Linked DNA regions of Ovis aries: region 1 is linked to region 2. Evidence: chromatin contacts called from public Hi-C data. All regions are on one chromosome and are shown on one strand. The core of a region is the stretch at or near the end of the contact, and the rest is flanking DNA. Distances in the headings are between cores, read along the strand shown.

The links. A called contact is a pair of places that touch in the nucleus more often than the background predicts.
Region 1: a contact with region 2 is called in a Hi-C map of tail adipose tissue, with 2.2 times the contacts expected there. The contact joins the promoter of SORBS1 here to the enhancer-like site in region 2. A contact is called at or near these places in 4 of 16 Hi-C or Micro-C datasets (hypothalamus, muscle, retroperitoneal adipose tissue and 1 more).

The regions. Positions count from the first base shown.
Region 1 is chr22:16,899,989-16,904,721 of ARS-UI_Ramb_v3.0, forward strand. SORBS1 (sorbin and SH3 domain containing 1) reads right to left here and starts at 1,998. Exons shown (of 33, transcript XM_060405070.1): 1 at 1,942-1,998.
Region 2 is chr22:16,817,860-16,823,154 of ARS-UI_Ramb_v3.0, forward strand. The region is part of intron 3 of SORBS1 (sorbin and SH3 domain containing 1); the gene reads right to left. Among named protein-coding and RNA genes, the nearest start is that of SORBS1, 81 kb to the right of the region's middle. Within about 2 kb of position 4,037, at least 3 of the 54 cell types and tissues checked have an H3K27ac peak or open chromatin away from gene starts, as enhancers often do. A contact at or near this core is called in tail adipose tissue, where this site is marked.

The DNA.
Region 1 (4,733 bases), core at 748-3,247, 80 kb after region 2:
TAGAATAAAAGAAAGCAGGAGGTAACAGGAGGAAAGGTCCAACTGAGGGTGGGTGTGTAACAGACGATGATAATACCCTCCCAGCTCCTCACCCTAGGGGTAGAAAGCATCTCTTTTCAGCTGCTAATACCCTGCACCAGAGATAGTCACCAGAGACAGTGCTACTCAGCGCCCTCCAGCAGAGAAATGAGCTCTCTGCAACCCCTGAAGAACTAACCCTTTCCTAACCATCCATTCTAACAGTGCCCAGGACAGAGGTACCAATAGACCAATCCTCCCCAGCCCTCCCCTCCCACCAAGAGCCTGAAACATCAGAACTCTGATGGCAAGGAGCTATTTAAGGCAGCATCAAGAGGGTGGGGCAGAAAATTGCTGGCAATATCCTCCTCCTCCACCCCTCCCTCCCTCACAGCCAACAGACACAGACACAGACACACACACACACACACCCTGTGGCTCCATAGACAGCCATTAACCTCCCCTATGTCTCTAAGGTCTGGACATCTGGAGTCCCCAAACGTTCAGCATGTTTTCTCTCATTGAGGCTGCTCCACCCCCTTCTCTTCCACCACCACCAAGCCACCTTTCCAATCAAAAACACAAAATTTAATCTAGAGCTCAACAACCAAGGGGCTTGGAGATAGACAAGCCCTCCCTGGCCTTCACTTAGGAAAGAAAAAGGGCACCCGGGGTAGCGGGGGAGGGGTGATGTCAGAGGCCTGATAAGCTAGATAGGCTCCATGCTATCTCTAAATGAACCTCTCTCCTATTGATGGTGAAATCAATTCGGGCAATTTCGGCAGGTCGGCCCTGTGACAAGAGGGGCATCCCAGCGCTCAGTTTACAACAAAAATCCAAAGGCTCAGCCAGAACATGCTGGGAAAATCCAGGGTCTGGATAAAACGAGCTACACTCAATGGGATCCTTTCTGCTTTTATGTAGCAATGTAATAGCGTAATAAATTCTGTCTGCCTGAGGAAAGCATGCACTGGTGAATTTCAAAGCCATTTTAAGACAGCGGATGCACCGGGATGCAGAATTCAATAGCACATTCCCTCGTGGAAAAGAAAAAAAAAAAAAAAACGTAATGATTTCAAGCTTGTTTCCCCCTCTATCTTGAATGGCGCTAAGCGCTTATCAAGGAAGCCACCTCGGAAAGCAGCCAGAGGAGAGCCGGGGATGCCCGGGGAATCCGGAGAAAGGAGTCGCTTTCTGTTCTTCTCGGTGAGGAGCTGGCTAGCAAGAAGCTGCCAGTCACTCTGAGGGACGAAGGATGAAGAAGCATGGCCGGATGGGCAGGCTCCGGCGTCCCCGGACACACATACACACGCACCCGCTCATTCTGGCGGGTCCTAGGCCAGGCCGATAGTCCTTGCTCTCCTCCCGCCGCCCTCTCCTCCAGAGGGATGCTAATGAATGAACACACCTGAGAAGCCTCCATCCTGCCGCTCGCTCCCTCCTTCTTCCTCTGGCTGCTGCAGAGGAGCCTCTCCTCGGTAGTTTCACTTTACAGCGTAAACCCACTCGGGCTTTGATGTCTCCTCCACCCACCCATATTGCAGCCAGCCTGAAGCAGGCGGACGTTCTCCTCCTTGCAGAGGCCATGATCGCACGTACCCCCACCCACCAAAAAAAAAAAAAAAAATCTGGAATATCCCAAACCCCGGCACACTGGGAAACTTTCCCTTAAAAACTGAGGATCCACCAAGCAGGCAGGAAGGAGGGATCGACCGAGGGGGGCCACGGTTTCCCCCGCGACCACGGAGGATGCTCTGGGGGGAGGGGGTCCCCCAAGTCCTTCCAACAGCTGGCCCTTTAAACGCACCTCCTCCGAGCGTGAGACAAAGGCGCCGCCCGCGGGGGCCGGGCTGGCGCACGCCCCCAGCGCCGGTGCTGGCGATCAAGCAAGCGCTGGCCGAGGGGCGGCTGGCGCGGGCTTACCTTGCGGGTCTCCGGGCTGGCGGGCCGGCAGCGCGCGTCCTGCCCCACTCGCACTACACGCTGCAGTTGGCCCCGCTCTGTTTTTCTGGGACTCGGCGCTGACTTCACCGACACTCCGCGGCCGGCCAATGGGCTGCGGCGGCCGCCCCCTTATTAGCATGCGTCTGGAACCGTCCACTCCGGCGGCGCCTGGGAGGCGGGCGGTGCTAGGGGGCGGTGCCGGGCTCCGCAGTGACAGGAAGGGGCGTGTGCGCCAATGGGAGGCGATAAAGCGCCTCCCCGCCCCGCCTCGCTGCGTTGTGAGCCGGGCGCGCGGGCCCGCGGATCTCCGGCCGAGAACGTGCCCGCAGTCCCAGTAACCCTTTTTTGTCCTGGGAAGCCTCGGGCTGGGCTGGAAGGTGGCCCGGCGCGCCCTCTGATTCTTCTGAGAGATCATCCCAGGGGAGCTGGGAAGGAATCTTAGGCATTAAAAAAAAATAATGCTAACCTGTCTTGAGTGCATATAACTTAACCCCTGTACCCCAGTTTGCTCATTAAATGGTCTAATAACCGGTACCTATTTCGTAGGACATAGAGAAGATGAATATAATAAATGTATGTAAAGCTCTTCCCAGGTGGACTCTAGTGGTAAAGAATCTGCCTGCCAATGCAAGAGACAAAAGAGACAAAGGTTCAACCCCTGAGCCGGGAAGTTCCCCTGGAGGAACTTCAGTATTGGCAACCCACTCCAGTATTCTTGCCTGGACAATCTCATGGACAGAATCTCATGGCGGGCTACACAGTCCATTGGGTCGCAAAGAGTCCGACACGACTGAAGCAATTTAGCACACACACACTCATTCATGTAAAGCGCTTAGATGGGTGCCTGGCCGTCCGGCCGGATGTTTCTACTATCAATACACCTGACCAGCCAATATGCTTAATGCTTCCTAGTTTTTCTCTGTTTTGATCCTCATAGTCTTAGAGGAGAGTCGCTATTACCAATCCATATTTTTCAAGTGAGAAATCTGAAATGGTTTAAGTGGCTTGGTCAGGGTCACACTGGTGCAATCAGGATTTGAAGCCAGGCTCTGAGACTTCATTCATGTAATATATTATTCAGCTAGGCCCTGGGGTTACTGCCGAAAATAAAACAGACAAGCCTCCTCTGCTCATGAAGCTTCCATTTTAGTGAGGAAGACAGGCAAATAAACAAGTGAATAAATAAACAAGATTGGAGGCAATGTGTCAAGTAGTGTGAATAAAACAAAACAGGGTCATATGCAAGTGGAGAGACAAGGTCTTTGCTAGATGGGTTCAGAGATAACCTCTGTGATATCCTGACTTCTTCCAAGCCCTCTCAGTGTTACAGAAAGAAAACAGGGAATTCAAAGAGAAGCCCTCCTGCCCAAGGTCATTACCGGCAAGTAACCAGCCTGAAAGTTGCTCCTGCCACACCTAGCTTCCTGCATCCCTGGGGCATCCTTGAAGGTGGGGCAACCATCCCTTAGGCTAAACACCACTGATTTTTGTCTCTGCCCTTGGCAAGAATCTTCAGTCAAAGCATGTTCCCAGTTAGCAGACTGTGTGTGCACAGGAAGGAAAGACTTTGATGACTGCACAGTATCATGGGAAACACATCTGCTAAGGTGCTTGGATATCAAGGAACAGTGACAATTGTTTGCTGAGCACCTGCTGTCCTAGGCTGTATAAAGAAAAAAAAATTTTTTTTGAAGTCTCCTAGCTGCCCGGGAGTTTATTCTACAGTTGAATAAACAAGAAACCACTAGAAAACTTATTAATCTAAGGAGCCCCCAGTCCAAACCTCCCCCAGCTTGCACCTCATCCTGTTGCTGTGCAAAGAACATTAGGCTAGAAGTCCAGCTTCCCAGGCTCTGCTATGAACTTCCTCCACGATCTAGACGAGACAGTTCCTCCTGGGCCAGTAAAGTAATGAATGAAATAGCTAATACGCTTGTCCCTCTGTATCTCTGGGGGATTTGTTCCAGGATCCCTCTCAGATACCAAAAGCTGCAGATGCCTCAATTGCCTTATCTAAAACGGAGTAATACAAGGAATGTGGTTCCCTGGTGGCTCCAGTGGTAAAGAATGCAGGAGATGTGGGTTGGATTCCTGGGTTGGTAAGATCTCTGGAGAAGGAAATGGTAACCCGCTCCAGTATTCTTGCCTGGGAAATGCCGTGGACAGAAGAGCCTGGCGGGCCACAGTCTGTGGTGTCACAAAGAGTTGGACAGGACTTAGTGACTAAACAACAACAACAAACAATACAAGGAATACAGCTGACCCCCCAGATCAGTGTATTTCACATCTGAGGATTCAACCAGCTGTGAAGCAAATTTCATCACATTTGATTTAGTTGAATCTGCAGGCACAAAATCACTGATACCACATTGCAACCCCAGGAGGAACTGTTACTATTATCTTTAGTTTATCCACAGAGGAAAAGAATGACAACTGGAGAAACTAAGTTAATTGCCTACCCAGCAAATTCATGGTAACACCATCTAAAATAGCTTAAAAAAAAAAAAACCAAAGATTCAGTTTGAGAGGTTTAGTTAAGAAAATTACAGTACAACCAAATGACAGAGTATCACACTGCCATGAAAAATGAAAAAATATAATGATTCGCTAACATACAAAGATGCTCATAATATATCACTGAATAGAAAAGTAAGTTGAAAACTCATTTTGTACTGCAATCTCACTAGAACTATTTCTTATGGGTTATGAATATCTTCTCCTCATCTATATTTTTTCTTTTTTTTTTTTCATCATGAACATCTATCAAACCG
Region 2 (5,295 bases), core at 2,787-5,286:
GCAACAACTTTCCATGTGACCCTCAGTGACACTTAGGCATCTGAGAAGCACGGTCATAAAGAATCCTGTTGAAATTCACTAAAACAGCATTTCACTATCTGGCCACAGAACCCTTGCCCATTCCTATTCTTAGAGCATCCATTAACATTATGCAGAACAGATTTCTGAAAAACACCCCAGGATGGGGAAAGAGGAAAAATTCACTTTCCTAAAACAGGTCAGCTACAAAGGGCAGAGCTGGCTTCAAACCCACGCCTCAGACCCCAAACCTCTGCTCCTCCCACTACGGCTAAGGCTCGCTAAGTTCACTGCCCAGCAGAATCACCAGGTATGCTTGTTAAACTGCAGATGGCCGAAATCCACTTGGAATTTCTAATTCAGCGAGGTTGGTGTGGGTTTCCAACTAGCTTTCAGGCAATGCTCAAAGCAGTGAGAACCCCTGCACTACACCCACCCGTAGTGGTACAAGGGTGGAGAGGGCCTTGGCCCAGAGACTGAGGACCTAGTGGGGAAGCCAGGGCATAAACATAAGAAAACGCCTAAACGGCCACAAGGTTAATAGCTAACAGCTCAGCACACAAGGCTACGTCTAACCCATATAGCAAATCCAACAGCCCAGAGTCCAGACTGAAAAACTGGACATTGGGAGCTAAACTAGACCTTAAAGGACAGGAAGGCCCAAGTGAAAAAGGCGGAGGGGAGCATTCCAAGTGGCAACGATAGTTGGTACTGCCCAGATATTTGTTTGTAGAGTCACAGCCTTTCGTAGCTGGAAGGGACCTGGCCTCATATCTCTGGAGAGCACCCTGGTTCTTACATTTGAATATGGGTGTGACTGCTATTTTAAAAATCCACAGCAAAACACTTAGCACAGATAGAGAAGCTCCTCTCCAAGTAAGTGATTTGGAGGCCCCAGCAAAGGTCTTCCCGCTCATTCACCGTGCTCGTCCTCTCACCTGGTACCCAGCAGCCCACCGCCAGGACATTAAAGCAAGGCCCAAGGTCAGCTGGCCACTAAATCTGCAAGCTCATTCTTTTCTTAGAGGGTGTGAAACAGTCAAAACTGCTGCAAGTGCCGTTCTAATGGGGCTTTGAGGACATGCAAGTTTCTAGACATTTTCTTCACCCCCCACCCTTCAAATAAAAGACTATCTGGGAATATAAGCTTCCGAAGTTGGCTACAGCAAAGTTGCTCCAAGGAATGTGCAAGAGTGAAAATGCCATTCTCTGTGATCAGGTCCAGGGCCACATTAACTCATGTGGCCCCTAACTCTGGTCTTGCGATGCTGTCCCTAGCTGCTGCTTCCAGTGAAACAGTAATGCCCTCACTAGGGTAGGGATGCAGCAAGCCGGCCTTTCCCTCCTAACATTCAGTGAACCTAAGGCAGGTTGCAAGGGACACCAATTGAGACATGAACCGCCCTTCCAGTTAAGGCAGAGAAAACACGGGATAAATCAGAGGGCAAGTCCTGAGGAGAGTGAAGATGAAGAGCTGAAGGTGGAGGTGGTGATTTCCAGGGGAGTGAGGAAGAGGGATGCAGGAGGGGATGGTAGGATGGTAGATGGTTCATGAGCCACCTGCCCACTCTCTGTCACCCTCATAACGTCCTCTGTGGTGTATCAATGCTTCCATTTACAGAGAAGGAAACAAGTGACTTGCTCCAGGTCACACAGAAAGCAAATGCCAACATGGGGGTTTTAGCTCTGGCTTGTCTGAATCCAAAAGTGGTGGCCTTCGATGATGTAAGATGTACAGGTAACACAGACCCTGTGACTTCCAAAGTCAACTAAAACAGAGTAAGTACATGCTCCAGTCTTTGCCAAAGATTGGACTTATAATTTAAAGTACACTGAAATTAAATAAATTTGAGTCAGACAGACATAGACACACACAAGCTATATATTTGCCTAAATGTAAAATGTAAGTATTCGTTAAGCTCTACATTAGATATGTATGAGGGGAAAGTTTGGGCCATTTGTTAAAAATTATCACCACTGGCAATACATTTTATGCCTTTGAAGGGGTTTGGACATATTAGCACAATAGCCTGAAATATAATCTTCTATTTTCTCCTCCAGGATACTACACAAAAGCAACACAGAATAGAGGGAGGGAAGGGTGAACATTTCAGTATATTTAGGAGAGAAGGAACCCACAGATTTAAAAACTATATTATGCTTCTGAAAGCCACTAGGAGTGGTTCAGAAACATGCAGAGGTAAGTACAGGATCCATGTGTTCCCACATCACACAAAATGACTAACATTACTAAATACATCCAGACCTGTCTACATGCCCAGCCTCTGGTCTGTAAGCTTTACATAAATCAGTGTCTTTAAACATTACCTCCTACCTATGAGATAAATACTCTCTTAGAAATGGGGCACAGAAGGATAAAGTAACCAAGACAAAATAGTTCAACAGTAAATGGAGAAAGAAGGATTTAAATCCAGGCCTTTGGGCTTCAGTGCCCACACTTATCAGCACTGAGACAGGTTGACTATCCTATAGCAGATGTGCAAGATAACACTATTCCATGATTTCACCGGCAAAGGATTAAAACAACCGAAACGACACTCCCAGGCCACTGTTGGTGTGCTATGACATCTAGTCAATGGAAATAACAGATCATGAAGTAGTTCAAAATACAAGATGGAATGATTTCTGAGATGATGATTAAATAGAAAAGCCAAGTTCAAAACCCCATGGACAGTATGTTGTCCTTTGTAGGAGGAAAATATACATACATACATATTTAAAACACAGAAAACATTTCCACAATAGTACACAAGAAACTGGTGCCCACAACTGATGCTGAAACAATGGAAGAGACGGAAGATTCACTTTTTACTACAAATCTTTTTCTAGTTTTTGAATTCTGAACATGGTCATATCTATGTTTTTAAGGCAAACTCAAAAACAAAGATCATTTGAAGAGAATCATGGTGAAACGGTTTCCAACCTAATTCCCAGTAGAAAGGGTAAGTAGAATATTCTGGGATAGACTATATGAGAAAAGAATCTTAAAAAGGATGAATACATGTATATATATAACTGAATCACTTTGCAGTACACCTGAAACTGACACATTGTAAATCAACTATATACTTCAATTAAATTAAAATTTTTAAAATAAGTCATCTTAAAACTAAAAAAGAAAAAGAAAGGAAGGAAGGGTGAGTAGACAAAAAGGGATCAGAACAGTCTTTCTGACAATTTTCTATTCATTCTATAGAGAGAAGTGAATAACTTCCTCCAATTTTTCATAATAGAGATTCTGAAATGCTTAGAACTAAGAAAGAAAAACAAATTACACCATTCACTTTCTTCAACTCAGACATTTGTTTCTTAAAATGCAGTGGACACGTAGCAATAAAGAATTCTTCGTGTAGCTGGCAATAAAAGGTGTTTCAATGCTTGGGCTTGGGGTGTGCATGAGAGCACGTGAGAAATCCCTAAAAAATAAAGATGACACAGGTAGAGACCCGGCACAACCGTGGTGTGGCCAAAATAGAAGTGGGCATGTCACCTCCATGCCACTAAAGAAGCGGAGTCGCTCATGTCCTACAAAGCATGCAAGGCATCTTGCTTTGCCAAATTTAACCAGGGACATTATTTTTAAGTTACTATAATTAGTTCACATTTGTCTATGAATCAGCCTTTATGAGGCAATCGTATCTAAGCCCCATCACATGAAACCTGAGGCGACATCATCTCTGTTTATTATTTTGAAAAGAAAGAAAGGGTGCCAAGTTTCCTGCAACACCCAACTCAAACCCTGAAATTTGGAGGACAGAATGTCCTGTTGTCTATGTTTGAAGATAGGAATATATTTTCATCTAATACATCAGTCCCAGGTTCAGCTGGCAACAGGAAGGAACTGAATTCCAGAGGTCAAAAATAGGACTTGAGTATTAAAGCACCTTTCAGTGCTCATATAGGATCCTATTTATGTTTTAACCCCTTCCACTGCGGCAGTTCTAAGAAGTGCTCATGCTTGTGAACAGACATGAAAACATTTCAATCTAAAGCTCTCTGCCTACAGATTGACAAGAGATTGGCAAATGTGAGCATTTTAAAGCTATTTTTACATTCCCTGATCCACGGCTTTCATAATTAAGTTTCTCACAAAGAATGAAGAGTTTCAACAGCAAATATAAAGGCAAGGGAAGGGGGAGTGTTCCTGTTTAGCCAGGGCTTCTGCTGAATGAAATGGCTCATGAAATCAGGTACATAAATACAGTAGGATCTCCAAAAGGAGCCCAGCCAGGGAGCAGGCAACACTAAGGCAGTGAGCATCCGGAAGAGGTTTAAATGGGCAACATTAAGTCCCAGAAACAAACTGGAGGCTCAATGCTGTAATTCACAGAGAACATCAGTTAGCAGCATGGCAGGAACCACAGCATGTTTGAGTGAGGCCAGGAGGTGCAGGAGAGAGATAGCTGCTATTCACCTGTCTAGAAATTATACTGAAGTATTAAAATTTGCATGTACATCCATGTATCCTTGACAAATACATATAGATGTACCATATGCTCTTTTATGGCAAAGACCATGGGTTCCAGTTTTGATATTTACCAGCCAGATTCACTTTTAACCCAAAAGAATTTTATTTTTTCCCCTCAAACATAACAAAAAAAAAAACATAAGCAACAGGGAATGATATGTGCCCTGTCTAACCTCACAGGAATTCTATAAGAACTCAAGTGAAATAGTTTTACAGATTTTTAAAATTCACCAAACATTTATATGACCCTATATGCCAGGCACAAGGTGCTGGACAATTCTTACTTTTAACAGACTGCTGACACAGGTACTGTTATTATCCCTGTTTTAAGGATAAGAAAATAGAGGCTCAATAATGTGCTTCTGGTTGCACAACTAGGAGGTGGGATCTGAGCTCTGGCAGACTAACTCTTTCCAGGTGAGGGCTCCACAGGTAGCTCAGTGGTGAAGAATCTGCCTGCCAATGCAGGAGACGTGAGTTCGATCCCTGAGTCAGGAAGACCCCTGGAGGAGGAAATGGCAACCCACTCCGGTATTCTTGCCTGGAAAGTCCCAGGGGCATAGGAGCCTGGCAGGCTATAGTCCACGGGGTCGCAAAGAGTCAGACACGATTCAGCAACTGAGCACACACGTGCAGCCTGAGTCCCTAGTACGTGCTGCTACACACCGTACTACGTAGCCCATCATAATTATCATGAATTCCTTCCCTTAATCCCAGTTTCACAAATGAGGAAAAGAATGCTCAGAGGTTAAGTCACAAGCAAGCCAATATCATAAAGAATGCATGGC